2 separate regions of the Macaca mulatta genome follow, and region 1 is linked to region 2. The links are chromatin contacts, called in public Hi-C maps. All regions are on one chromosome and are shown on one strand. The core of a region is the stretch at or near the end of the contact, and the rest is flanking DNA. Distances in the headings are between cores, read along the strand shown.

What was found. Hi-C and Micro-C count contacts between places; a contact is called where the count stands out from the background.
Region 1: a Hi-C map of liver shows a contact between it and region 2, with 3 times the contacts expected there. The contact joins the promoter of PISD here to the promoter of DEPDC5 in region 2. A contact is called at or near these places in 3 of 14 Hi-C or Micro-C datasets (cortical neurons, fetal cortex germinal zone and liver).

Annotation. Positions count from the first base shown.
Region 1 is chr10:19,850,254-19,856,517 of T2T-MMU8v2.0, reverse strand. It overlaps PISD (phosphatidylserine decarboxylase), which reads right to left and starts at 4,588. Exons shown (of 7, transcript XM_077950023.1): 1 at 4,514-4,588. The coding sequence starts at 4,578. LOC144331802 (a long non-coding RNA gene) reads left to right here. Exons shown (of 2, transcript XR_013399304.1): 1 at 1-346; 2 at 3,382-4,595.
Region 2 is chr10:19,754,540-19,760,345 of T2T-MMU8v2.0, reverse strand. DEPDC5 (DEP domain containing 5, GATOR1 subcomplex subunit) reads left to right here and starts at 4,129. Exons shown (of 43, transcript XR_013399222.1): 1 at 4,129-4,162; 2 at 5,031-5,148. LOC144331817 (a long non-coding RNA gene) reads right to left here. Exons shown (of 2, transcript XR_013399321.1): 2 at 5,028-5,806. PRR14L (proline rich 14 like) reads right to left here and starts at 601. Exons shown (of 7, transcript XM_077949887.1): 1 at 462-601.

The DNA.
Region 1 (6,264 bases), core at 3,339-5,838, 96 kb before region 2:
AAGTGAACCTCCCACCGTAGCTTCCCAAGTAGCTGGGACCACAGACATGCACCCAGCTACTTTTTGTAGAGAGGAGGTCTCACTATGTTACTCACGTTGGTCTTGAACTCTTGGGCTCAAGCAATTCTCCCGCCTCAGCCTCCCAAAGTGTTAAGATTACAGACATAAGTCACCACACCTGGCCAATTGCACTACTTTTTTCTTTTTCTTTTTATTTTTTTAAGACAGGGTCTCACTCTGTTGCCCAGGCTGGAGTGCACTGGCATGATCTTGGTTCACAGCAGCCTCAACCCCCTGGGCTGAAGCAGTCCTCCTACCTCAGCCTCCCAAGTAGCTGGGACTACAGGTATGCACCACCATGACCAGCTAATTTTTGTATTTTTTGTACAGATAGGGTTTTGGCATGTTGCCCAGGCTGGTCTTGAACTCCTGAGCTCCTGCAATCCACCTGCCTTAGCCTCCCAAAGTGCTGAGATTACAGGCGTGAGACACCACGCCCAGGCCTAAGACATTTTTAACATCACTGCTAGTAGTAACATTTTGCCTATAGTCCTTATGTCTCCCTTGTTTTCTAAAGCTGTGAAAGTTCTCCTAAAACAGAACTGACAGACCTCTTGAAGGCATTATCCCATATTCCACCTTGTATTACAAGTATATAATAAAGTTCCTTGAAGACAAGGCCTATTTCAAATGTTTTTAAATTCTTCATTCTCTCCTCCTCCCCTTCTTTTTTCTCCCTTCTCCATGGTCCCTTGACACTGTGGCTTGCAGTGGTAAGGATGTCATAAATATTTCTGAACGGAAGTCATGCACGAAAAACTACTTCCTAGGTACTATTGTCCATATTTGCCTGAACCTAAGAATCACCTGTAAAAACTACAGTTGCCAGGGCCCCAACTTGTATCTACTGAATCTGAAATTGGCAGCAGGATGGGGGCATGTCTGGAATCTTTCTTTCTTTTTTTTTTTTTTTTGAGACAGAGTCTCGCTCTGTCGCCCAGGCTGGAGTCCAGTGGCGCAATCTCGGCTCACTGCAACTTCCGTCTCCCAGGTTCAAGAGATTCTCCTGCCTCAGCCTCCTGAGTAGTTGGGACTACAGACACAAGCCACCACACCCAGCTAATTTTTGCATTTTCAGTAGAGACGGGGTTTCACCATGTTGGCCAGGCTGGTCTCTATCTCCTGACCTCGTGATCCACCCACCTTGGCCTCCCAAAGTGCCGGGATTACAGGCATGCGCCACCGCGCCCGGCTTTTATTTTTATTTTTTTAAATCAGCTAGCCTCCCAAGTCACAGCAGGCTCAGAGAGACTTCCAAGGAATCTCTATTTCTTTTTCCTTTTTTTTTTTTTTTTTTTGAGACGGAGTCTCGCTCTGTCGCCCAGGCTGGAGTGCAGTGGCGCGATCTCGGCTCACTGCAAGCTCTACTTCCCAAGTAGCTGGGACTACAGGCGCCCGCCAAAATGCCCGGCTAATTTTTTATATTTTTAGTAGAGATGGGGTTTCACCATGTTAGCCAGGATAGTCTCGATCTGCTGACCTCATGACCCGCCCGCCTCAGCCTCCCAAAGTGCTGGGATGACAGGCGTGAGCCACCGTGCCTGGCCAGGAATCTCTATTTCTAACAAGCATCCCAGCCCATTCAGCCCATTCTTTTATCAAATGAGTTTGGGAAACATGGCCCTAAATTATCACCCAAGATGTTATCTATCACCTGTCACACATCACCCAGTTATTGAAAAACTTACCTGAAATATAAGGTTTTCATTTACATGTCTCACAAATAGACACTGGTTTACTAAAAACCTACGGAAATGTTATCTTTTTGGTTTGTGTATCAATATCATTTCTATCTTGATACAGAATACCTTTGAAAATTAAGACTTCTTATTGTACCCAAATCTTCATCCCTCTCACCCTCTGCATCTAAGTCTAATCTTATCTATCTACACTGGTACTAAAATACAGCTTTTTTGGCCGGGCACGGTGGCTCATGCCTGTAATCCCAGCTCTTTGGGAGGCCGAGGCAGATGAATCACAAGGTCAGGAGATCGAGACCATCCTGGCTAAAATGGTGAAACCCCGTCTCTACTAAAAATACAAAAAATTAGCTGGGCGTGGTGGCGGGCGCCTGTAGTCCCAGCTACTCGGGAGGCTGAGGCAGGAGAATGGCGTGCACCCGGGAGGCGGAGCTTGCAGTGAGCCAAGATCGCACCACTGCACTTCAGCCTGGGCAACAGTGCGAGACTCCACCTCACGGAAAAAAATATATATATATGTGTGTATATATATGTGTGCGTATATATACGTGTGTGTATATATATACGTATATATGTGTGTATATATATGTGTATATATAGCTTTTTTCTCCCCCTTTTTAAAATGATGGTGACTGAGGTACAGCTTCCTCTCATCATTTAAAAAAATTATTGTAGATGGGGTGCGATAGCTCACCTCTGTAATGCCAGCACTTTCGTAGGTGAAAGTGGGTGGATGGCTGGGTGCGGTGGCTCACGCCTGTAAACCCAGCACTTTGGGAGGCCGAGGCAGGCAGATCACGAGGTCAGGAGATGGAGACCACCCTGGGAAACATGGTGAAACCCCATCTCCACTAAAAATACAAAACTTAGCTGGGCATGGTGGTGCGCGGCTGTAGTCCCAGCTACTTGGCAGGTTGAGGCAGGAGAATCGCTTGAACCTAGGAGGCAGAGGTTGAGGTGAGCCGAGATCACACCACTGCACTCCAGCCTGGGCGACAGCGAGACTCCATCTCAAAAAAAAAAAAAAAAGTGGATAGATCACTTGAGCCCAGGAGTTCGAGACCAGCCTGGGCAACATGGTAAAACCCTGTGTCTACCCCCCTCAAAAAAAACAAAAAAAAAACAGCTGGGCGTGGTGGCGTGCACCTGTGGTCCTAGCTACTCAGGAGGCTGAGGTGGGAGAACTGCTTGAGCTGAGGAGGTGGAGGCTGCAGTGAGCCATCATCACACCACTGCACTTCCTCTTGGGCAACAGAGTGAGGCTCTGATTCCCAAAACAAATAAACAACAACAAAAACTTTTTTAAGATGTCATATTTTAGTCCTTCCAATTCATGACACACTTTATTTTTAATTTTTTTGAGACAAAGTCTCACTGTGCCGCCCAGGCAGGAGTGGGGTGGCGCAATCTTGGCTCATTGCAACCTCTGCCTCCCAGGTTCAAGCAATTCTCCTGCCTCAGCCTCCCAAGTAGCTGGGATTACAGGTGCCTGCCACCACGCCCAGCTGATTGTTGTATTTTTTTAGTAGAGACGGGGTTTCACCACGTTGGCCAGGCTGGTCTCGAACTCCTACCTCAAGTGCTCCACCCACCCTGGCCTCCCAAAGTGCTGGGATCACAGGCGTGAGCCACCGCACCTGGCCTATGACACACTTTAAATGAATTCAGGGTTGACTCATAAACAGCGCGCCTGCTAATAACATTGAAAACAAAGCCTTCTGCCCAAATTCTAACAGTTACCACCATAATGCAGAGCCCTCTCCTAAGAGATAATCATTTCTGTACAGTTAATGATGAAAATGTCACACTTTCATAACAAGACCAATGACGGTTACTGTTCCCCCCTCAGTCCAAATCCGGTGTCCTTCTCCTCCCAAAACTACAATAAGTTATCCTCTGATCAACGCTGACAAAATGAACCCTGTAGGAAACACACAAGTATGACGCATCTCTCAAATCTTAGCTCTTTGAAATGACACCAGGCAGCCGACTCTGAGTCACAGATACCAACATTTTAACCCATTTTCTGACAGTCCAAATGCTCTATTTTCTGTATAACAACTGTCCCCACAGTGGGCAGCCTGAGAGAAAGATCGTCGCGTGAGAGAGAGGTACCTTGATTCCTGGCTCTGCTACAAACTGGCTAGGTGAACTCGAGCAAATCCCTCCCTCTCTCGGAGCCCCAATCTCATTAACTCCAAAGAGAGACAGCTGGACTAAGAAGACCCCCTCAAGTCTCTTCAATTTCTAAGAACCTAACAGCTGGGGGTCACAAGGGTAACCAAGACTCTAGCCCCATAACAGACTGTTTTGAGATTACTTAATCCAACCCTCGAGCTTCAAAGACTAAGATCCAGAAATGAAAGTAGCCTGACACTCAATCTAGTGCCCTTCCCACAAGACATCCCTCCTTCTACAAAAACGAACACATGAGAAAATGGCATCTGAACATCTGAAAGCCCTGCCTCGAGTCGAGTGACGGGCAGGAAGCCTATTTCATCTGGTTTTGTCCCTCGTGAACTTCCACCTAGCTGGAAAGGGCAAAGCGAGACTTTCTAGGCCACACCTTAACTAAATCCGGACCGCCCTAGACAGGAGCAGTCGCACCTGCTTCTAAGCTCGAGGTGAAGGTAGCTCCGTCTCCACCCAAGCTCGCCTCAGAGCGAGCCCGCGACAGAGAAACATCTCTCTCCAGACCCCAGCTTGGTCCAGATTGCCCCACGCCCCAAGGCAGTCTCTCCGCGCTGCTATACCTGCTCCGCCACGGCGCGACCCCGTGCAGTAATCGCAGAAACCGGTGCACCACGGATGTCGCCATCTTCTCTCCTCCCGCTCAGCGAGCCAAGCCCCCTTCACACGCTGGGCGCACGCCTAAGGCGTCACGAGTCTCGAGTTCACTGGGCCAATGAGAAAAGCGCGGGCTGGGGGCGGAGCCGACTAAGCTCCGCCCTGTGTCTACTACCCACCCCATCCGCTTGGCATCTCCGGAGCTGGGGTAACTAGTGCGGGTGGTGGAGCTGTCGGTTTCGCTAAACCTGGGCTTGGTCGCAGCACTGCCACTCCTCCTCCTTCCCTCTGGCGTGCTTTTCCGTATGTACCTGGAAAATCTGAGTCATCCAAGGTCCAAGAATGTCGTTTCAAGTGATCGAACTTGCTCATTTTACAGATGGGGAAACTGGGCATCCATGACTCAGCTCTCGTTTTCTGAGTGCCAGAGTGTGTTGTGAGCACTTTGCATGCATGGTGTAACATCATTCTTAACTCCTACCGCTGTGCTGCCAGGGAGACCGGGGACAAACGGTCTTGGATCACCCAGAAATGCAACCAGTCGTTAAATTCGGTGCCTGGTGCTTGCTCTTAAAAAGGTTCCTATCTTCAATTGTAAGAGGAAAACGAGTTTTCAATCGTGTCTGCTACTTTTTACTGAGCACTGACCAGAGACTCGTGGCTAGGACCGAAACATTATCCCCATTTTAAAGATGAGGTACCTGAGGCTCAGAAAGGTTAAGCGACATCTTCAAGGGTACATAAAGGGCACATGCTCAAAGACTATAAAATAGTGAAGCCAGAATTGGAACATACGTCTCTGACTCCAAAAACCATGTCCTAAACATTCTTCCTATTTTTTTTTTTTTTTTTTTTTCCTGAGACGGAGTCTTGCTCTGTCGCCCAGGCTGGAGTGCAGTGGTGCAATCTCAGCTCACTGCAAGCTCCGCCCCCCAGGTTCACGCCATTCTCCTGCCTCACCCTCCCGAGTAGCTGGGACTACAGGCGCCCGTCACCACACCTGGCTAATTTTTTTTTTTTTAATTTTTCGTAGAAACGGGGTTTCACTGTATTAGCAAGGATGGTCTCAATCTCCTGACCTCGTGATCCTCCTGCCTCGGCCTCCCAAAATGCTGGGATTGCAAGAGTGAGCCAACGCGCCGGGCCTAAACATTCTGCCTTTTAAGCCCTTTGCCTAGAATCTGGCAGAATTTGGGTCCAACAACTGCAGGAATACAGCGCTACTTTTTCCTCTGCTAAGCTGATAATCACAGTTGCCTTCACCAGGCATTTGACAGGAGGAGGAATATGCTCCCTGGTGCCTGCAGTTATTTCTGTGTAGTTGGCTTAAGTTCAACTAGGGCATACTCAGCTCCTACAGAGAGCTTAGAAGGCACCAGGTTTGGTATTTGGGGGAAGATACCTCCCTTTATTATGGTTTTCAAAGTCCGAAAAGAAAAAAAAAAATTGTATAGAATTGGTTTTGGCGGGGCACAGTGGCTCATGCCTGTATTCCCCACTCATCGGGAGGCTGAGGTGGGAGAATAGCTTGAGCCAAGAGTTTGAGACCAGCCTGGACAACATAGTGAGACCCCATCTCTTTTTTTTTTTTTTTTAAGAGGCTGGGCACGGTGGCTCACCCTGTAATCCCAGCACTTTGGGAGGCCAAGGCAGGCAGATCACCTGAGGTCAGGAGTTCAAGACCAGCCTGGCCAACATGGTGAAACCCCATCTCTAC
Region 2 (5,806 bases), core at 2,880-5,379:
ACGCTGACCAAAGTTGGGGGAAAGGTCTCATTTAGGGGTTATCTCTTACTCCTCCTCAGGATAAGTTCAGAATGCCCCTCGAACCCCGGGAGTGGGTCTCCCTCTGCTGACCAACGGATGAGCGCTAAGAAAGAGCGTACGCCTCCGATAAGGGGCGTCGTCCTCTGCGAGGAGATAAGTTGGGGGATCCCTGTCGTATCGAGGTTGAAGAGGAGTCTCTCTCCCGCGTCGGAGCCATGACTTGGAGAAGCCGCTTTTCTCTCTAGCGACGCGGGGCCTGGTCTCCTCCCTCTCCCTGGGTCGTTCCGCCGCCCACAGGGCAGCCTTGGTTCCTTTCCGCGCCCCAAGAAGGCTGGGGGCCCGGACTCCCCTTTAGCCAGCACCACCCGGCGGAGGGTCCCTTTAGGGCGGAGTGGGGCGGGGCGGCTACGCCCGAAGCCTTCCAGTCCCCGGCCTCTTACCCTGAGACCTGCTCCGCGGCCCGCGCTTGCCCAGCCAGCTCAGCCTCTGCAGCTGCAGCCCAGTCGTCGCCAAGTCTACCTGAGCCTACGGAGCCGACAGAGCCCGGGGACGCTCCGGCCGCCGCCACCTCTTCGTCTCTATGGTCCCCCTGCACTTCCTCATCCGGGGCCCGAGCCAGCCATGCGGACTCGCCCAAATCCCGCCCCCGCACCGCGCGCGCGCACTCCAAGGGGAGGCTCTTCCTGCTTCTGACCTCCCGCCCTCTGCTAACCCCAGCCTCCCTCAATCCCGCCCCTGCGACTCAAATTTTCAAAGGGAAGCACAACTTTTGGCGCTGCTCCCGCTGAGCCACAGGACCCAGTGCCTACGTCCACTGCTGTCACCCTGTTCCAGTCCACCGTTTTTCTAGTCTGGACGGCTACAATTCTAAGGGCCTGCCTGCTTCCACTCTGGCAGCCCAAGAGATCTTATTATACTGGAAATAGTGTTTTGGGTCACGACACTCCTCTGCTTCTTCTCATCACAGTGACCGCTAAATAAACGGCACCCCTGCCTCCAGTTGGTTACAGAACCTTGTTTTATTTTCTTCATAGCTTTAACAGTAGCTGCAATTTCTGTGTCTCATCTCTCTATTGACTCGTTTATAATTTATCTTCCTCCACCTTGTCTGTTTTGTTCATCACTTAATGCTCAGCACCAACAGCAGTGTCCAGCACAAAACTAGACACTAGACGGACATTTGAAGGAAGGAAGAAATGTTTATCCAGGGGAAGAATTGAGGCGGCACAGAGAATTAAATCGACTTGCTCCAAATCATACACCTTTGTGTTAAAAAATAGAACTCGACCAGGCGCCGTGTCTCTCGCCTGTAATCCCAGCACTTTGGGAGGCGAAAGCGGGAGAAGTACTTCAGCCCAGAAGTTTGAGACCAGCCTGGGCAACACAGTGAGACATCGTCTCTGCCAAAAAACAAACAAACAAACAAGAAACAAACAGCTGGGTCTGGTGATGTGTGTCTGTAATCCCAACTACTCTGGAGGCTGAGGCAGGAGGATCACTTGAGCCTGGAAGGTTGAGGCTGCAGTGAGCGGTTATCATGGCACTGCACTCCAGCCTGGGTGACACAGCAAGACTCTTTCTCAAAACAAAACAAAAATTGCTCAGATGTTGATGCACCTGTGCTCCTAGCTACTGGGGAGCCTGAAGCGGGAGGATCGTTTGAGCCCAGGAGTTTGAAGCTGCATTGAGCTATGATGGTACCACCACTGCACTCCAGCCTGGGCAAGAAAACAAGACCCTGTCTCTTAAAAACAAAAACAAAAACAAAAAACTGAACGATTCAAAGTTTCTTTTCTTTTCTTTTTCTTTCTTTTTCTTTTCTTTTTTTTTTTGAGACGGAGTCTCGTTCTGTCACCAGGCTGGAGTGCAGTGGCGGGATCTCGGCTCACTGTGACCTCTGCCTCCCAACCTCTGCCTCCTGGGTTCAAGAGATTCTCCTGCCTCAGCCTCCTGAGTAGCTGGGATTACAGGCGCATGCCACCATGCCCAGCTAATTTTTGTATTTTTTAGTAGAGACGGGGTTTCACCATGTTGGCCATGCTGGTCTCGAACTCCTGACCTCAAGTGATCCGCCCGCCTCAGGCTCCTGGCCTTCAGAGTTTCTTTATGAGAGTGGCCAAGTTAAAAAGTTAAAATATATGCCTTTTTAAGACGTCCCATTATAGACATCTCTCAGGAGACGGAATAAAACTCCCTTGAGGGCTAAGAAGAGAGAATTCTATTAGCTTCCTCTGAGATGGAAGAATGTCCCATCAACCACTGTCTCTAAAGACAGAAACTATCTTGGGGGATCTGGGTGTGTCTCCTGAAGTGGCAACATAGAAACATTTTTAAACATAACATTGTTATTCTTAAAAAATTTTGTAACTGTTGCAATCCACTTCATCATATATGTTTTATTACAAGATAAATAATTTTAGCCAGGAGTGGTGGCTTGCCCTGTAGTTCCCAGTCCCTTGGGAGGCTGAGGCAGAAGAATCGCTTGAGCCCAGGAGATTGAGGTTGCAGTGAGCTATGATAGCACCACTGCACTCCAGCCTGGGCAACAGAGCTAGACCCTGTCTCGGAAAGAAAAAAATAAAACCTGGCTGCAGTGACTCATACCTGTAATCCCAGAACTTTGGGAGGCCAAGGCGAACGGATTGCTTGAGCCCTGGAGTTTGAGACCAGCCAGGGCCACATGGCAAAACCCCGTCTCTACAAAAAACACAAAAATTAGCTGGGCACGGACCTGTAATTCCAGCTACTAGGAGGATGAGGTGGGAGGATCCCATGAGCGGGGGAGGCAGAGATGGCAGTGAGCCAAGATCGCGCCACTGCACTCCAGCCTGGGTGAGGGTGACCTCATCTCCAAAAAAAAAAAAAAAAATCGCAATTACTTAATACTTGCGTTATTTACCTAACTTCTCCTGAGTCCCAACGTAAAGGCATCCATGCTTAAGAAGTTGCTTGTCCTGTCCCAGGATCCCCTTGGTCCACTGTAGAATGTTTCACTACGGTATACCATGGTTTTTCTTTCAACATTTTTAAGTTTCCCAAATCCGTAAGAAACGGGCACCGTAAGCATTAAAGATATAAAGAAATGTAAGACAAGTGCTGTGTCGTTTAGACTTAACAGTCAGTGTGATTAGAAGCAGCAGAGGAGTGGCGTGACCGAGACACTGATTCCAGTTATAAGATCTCTCGGGCTGCAAGAGGGGAAGCAGGGAGGTCCTATCGAGTTCCTGCCGCTCAGGTCGGAAACGGTGGACTGGACTTGGGGGCGGGGGTATCAGTGGCAGCAGGCGGAGCTGGCAATTGTCAGGAGCCTTCGGCGAGAGCCTGACCCGGCCCACCCAGCTCTCTGGTTTTCTGCTGGGAGAGAAAGATATCCTGACAGATTCAAGTTTAGGCTGTGCCCTGGGAATGACCAAAGGATGTTGGTTAAAGGCTCTGTTCTGGGAGCGGGTCAGGATTCGTCCTTGCTTCCTTCTGAAGGGTTTTGTGTCCTCAGGCTGTTTCCCGGTTTGTGAAATAGGATAGTATCTGCCTCCTGAATCCATCACGTAATAGGGATGCAATGATTACATAAGGACTGTGAAGGCAGGCAGCCATTCTTATTAAAATACCAGAGGGGCGCAGAAAGTCCTTTGGAGTTTAAGGGTTTGAAAAGCCCCCGGTAAGTGGACACTTCCCAGCAGGGGCCATCACACTAACTCTCGCGTGCTCAGCCCCTTGCATTTTACAGAAGTCCTCCCAGAAACTCTCGTTGGCGCCTCTTAGCAGCCCAGTGAAGCCACAGGAGTCATTAACCTCGTTCATGTAACAGAAAACGGAGCTCTGAGGGATCTCGTTTCCCCTACGGGGAGACCACTAAGTTGCAAACGAAGCTCTGTGGCCATGGGTCTATTTCGGAGGAAATGGATTTCCTCCGTGGGGCGGGAGGCTCTAAGGCTCGAGGGCAGGAAACACCAGGAGGTGGCCCAAGCAAGAGGCCGCACGCAATACCCCGCCTCCGGCTCAAGCCCCGGATGAGGAAGTGGCGCGGCCACAGAGACGAGGCGGAGGCCCGGCGAGAGCGGCGCGGGGGGGGGGGGGGGCGCCAGGGCGGGAAGGGGGCGGGGCCCCGGGGCGGAGCCACCGGAGCGGCGCGGGTTCTCAGGTGAGCGTTACACTGTCGGGGAGGGCCTTGCAGGCGCTTCAGGCTCAGGGGCGGAAGCAGCGCGGGCCGCGAGGGCGTAGGCGGGGTATCTGGAGGAGGCGCGGGGATCCTGGAGAGGGTCCAGCCCTCGCGGCCCCGGCCAGAGGCGGGAAGGGGCTCCAGAGCTTCGGTGAGTGGAGCTGCCCGCCCCAGACTCGGGACTGAGGGGGGCTTGAGGTAGGGGGCCTTGGCCCAGGTTCGAGTCCTGGCCCTCATTCCCAATCCGCTGTGTGACCTTGGACAAGTCTCTCTCCCTCTCTGAGCCTCAGCGGCCTCAGCTGTGAAAGGGAGTCAGGGAAGGTACGCTGAGAGTTCACACAGACCGAGGTTTGGGGGGAGGAAACTCCTGCCTTCCTCTTCTTTGTGGTCGCCTTGCTCAGGACGTTGGCAGCAAAATGAGGATGGTGGGAGTATCTCTAAGTCTCAAGTGACCTTGAGCAAGTCCCTTGCCGTGACTCACACTTTCATCATCTACAAAATGAGTGGGCTAACTTCTTTTAAGATGTCCTTAATGTTCGGTTGTTATTGATGTAGATGGAGACAAGGTAATGAGTACCCATTCACCGCAATGCTTCCCCTTTAGGGGTGTGATAGAATACCTTCTCCTAGGTTTGACTAGCCCCTGGCGTGAATTCCCCTTAGTTCTTGGATTCTGTGGTTCTGTTTGTTCTCCATCGCTCCTTGTAACTGGAGAAGTGACTTCATCCAAGAGTCGCTTGGCACCGCTTCACAGCAGAGCAACACCAGTATCTTCACTGGCCTAAAATCAAAGAGTGGTTGCAAGGAAAAGTCTGACTTTCCAACCTTTTTGTTTGTATTTCAATGGCAGGGAGGCAAGATGACTTCTCTGCCCCAAGCTTGGAACAGCTAAAGGGAAAAACAGTGCAAGATGAGAACAACAAAGGTCTACAAACTCGTCATCCACAAGAAGGGCTTTGGGGGCAGTGGTCAGTATCGATTGGTCTTTAGAGGTTTTGTAAGTTGGCTGAGGTTCTGGTGTGTGCAATGCCTTCAAATTACACACTGACTCGTGACAATTGAGGCTAAACAGACAAAGCAACAAGGAGGATGGCAGGACCCTTCTAAATGCATTTGCATTCAGACTTTTAAGGAACATTATGAATGCTGCCGGTTTACTACCTTTCATTTGTTGAATTGCATTGTTAATTACAAATCTTCCGTGTATGTTCCATAAAATTCTAGCCTGCACTGGTTTGGCAGGTAAGAGAAACTAAAACCATATATCAGTTTTTACATTGAGTGAGAGAGAAGCAGCATAGATGTGCACAGAGCAGGTATGGTCAAAGCATGAACTTTCGCCTGGCTTCTAGGCATGGGAAGAAGGGGCAGGATACAGCATGGTATCCTGCACTGAACTATAGTCTGAATATCTGCTCTACTTATAATTTTCCTGGTGACCTTGAACAAGCTCCTAGTGTACCTTATCTGAAAGTTGAGGGGCTTTAGAATAGTTTCTCTTAACATCTATTTTTTTTTTCCTTTCCTTTCTTTTTTTTTTTTTTTTTGAGACATGGTTCCCCATTTGCCCAGGCTGGTCTGGAACTCCTGAGCTCAAAGGATCCTTCCACCTCAGCCTCCCTAGTA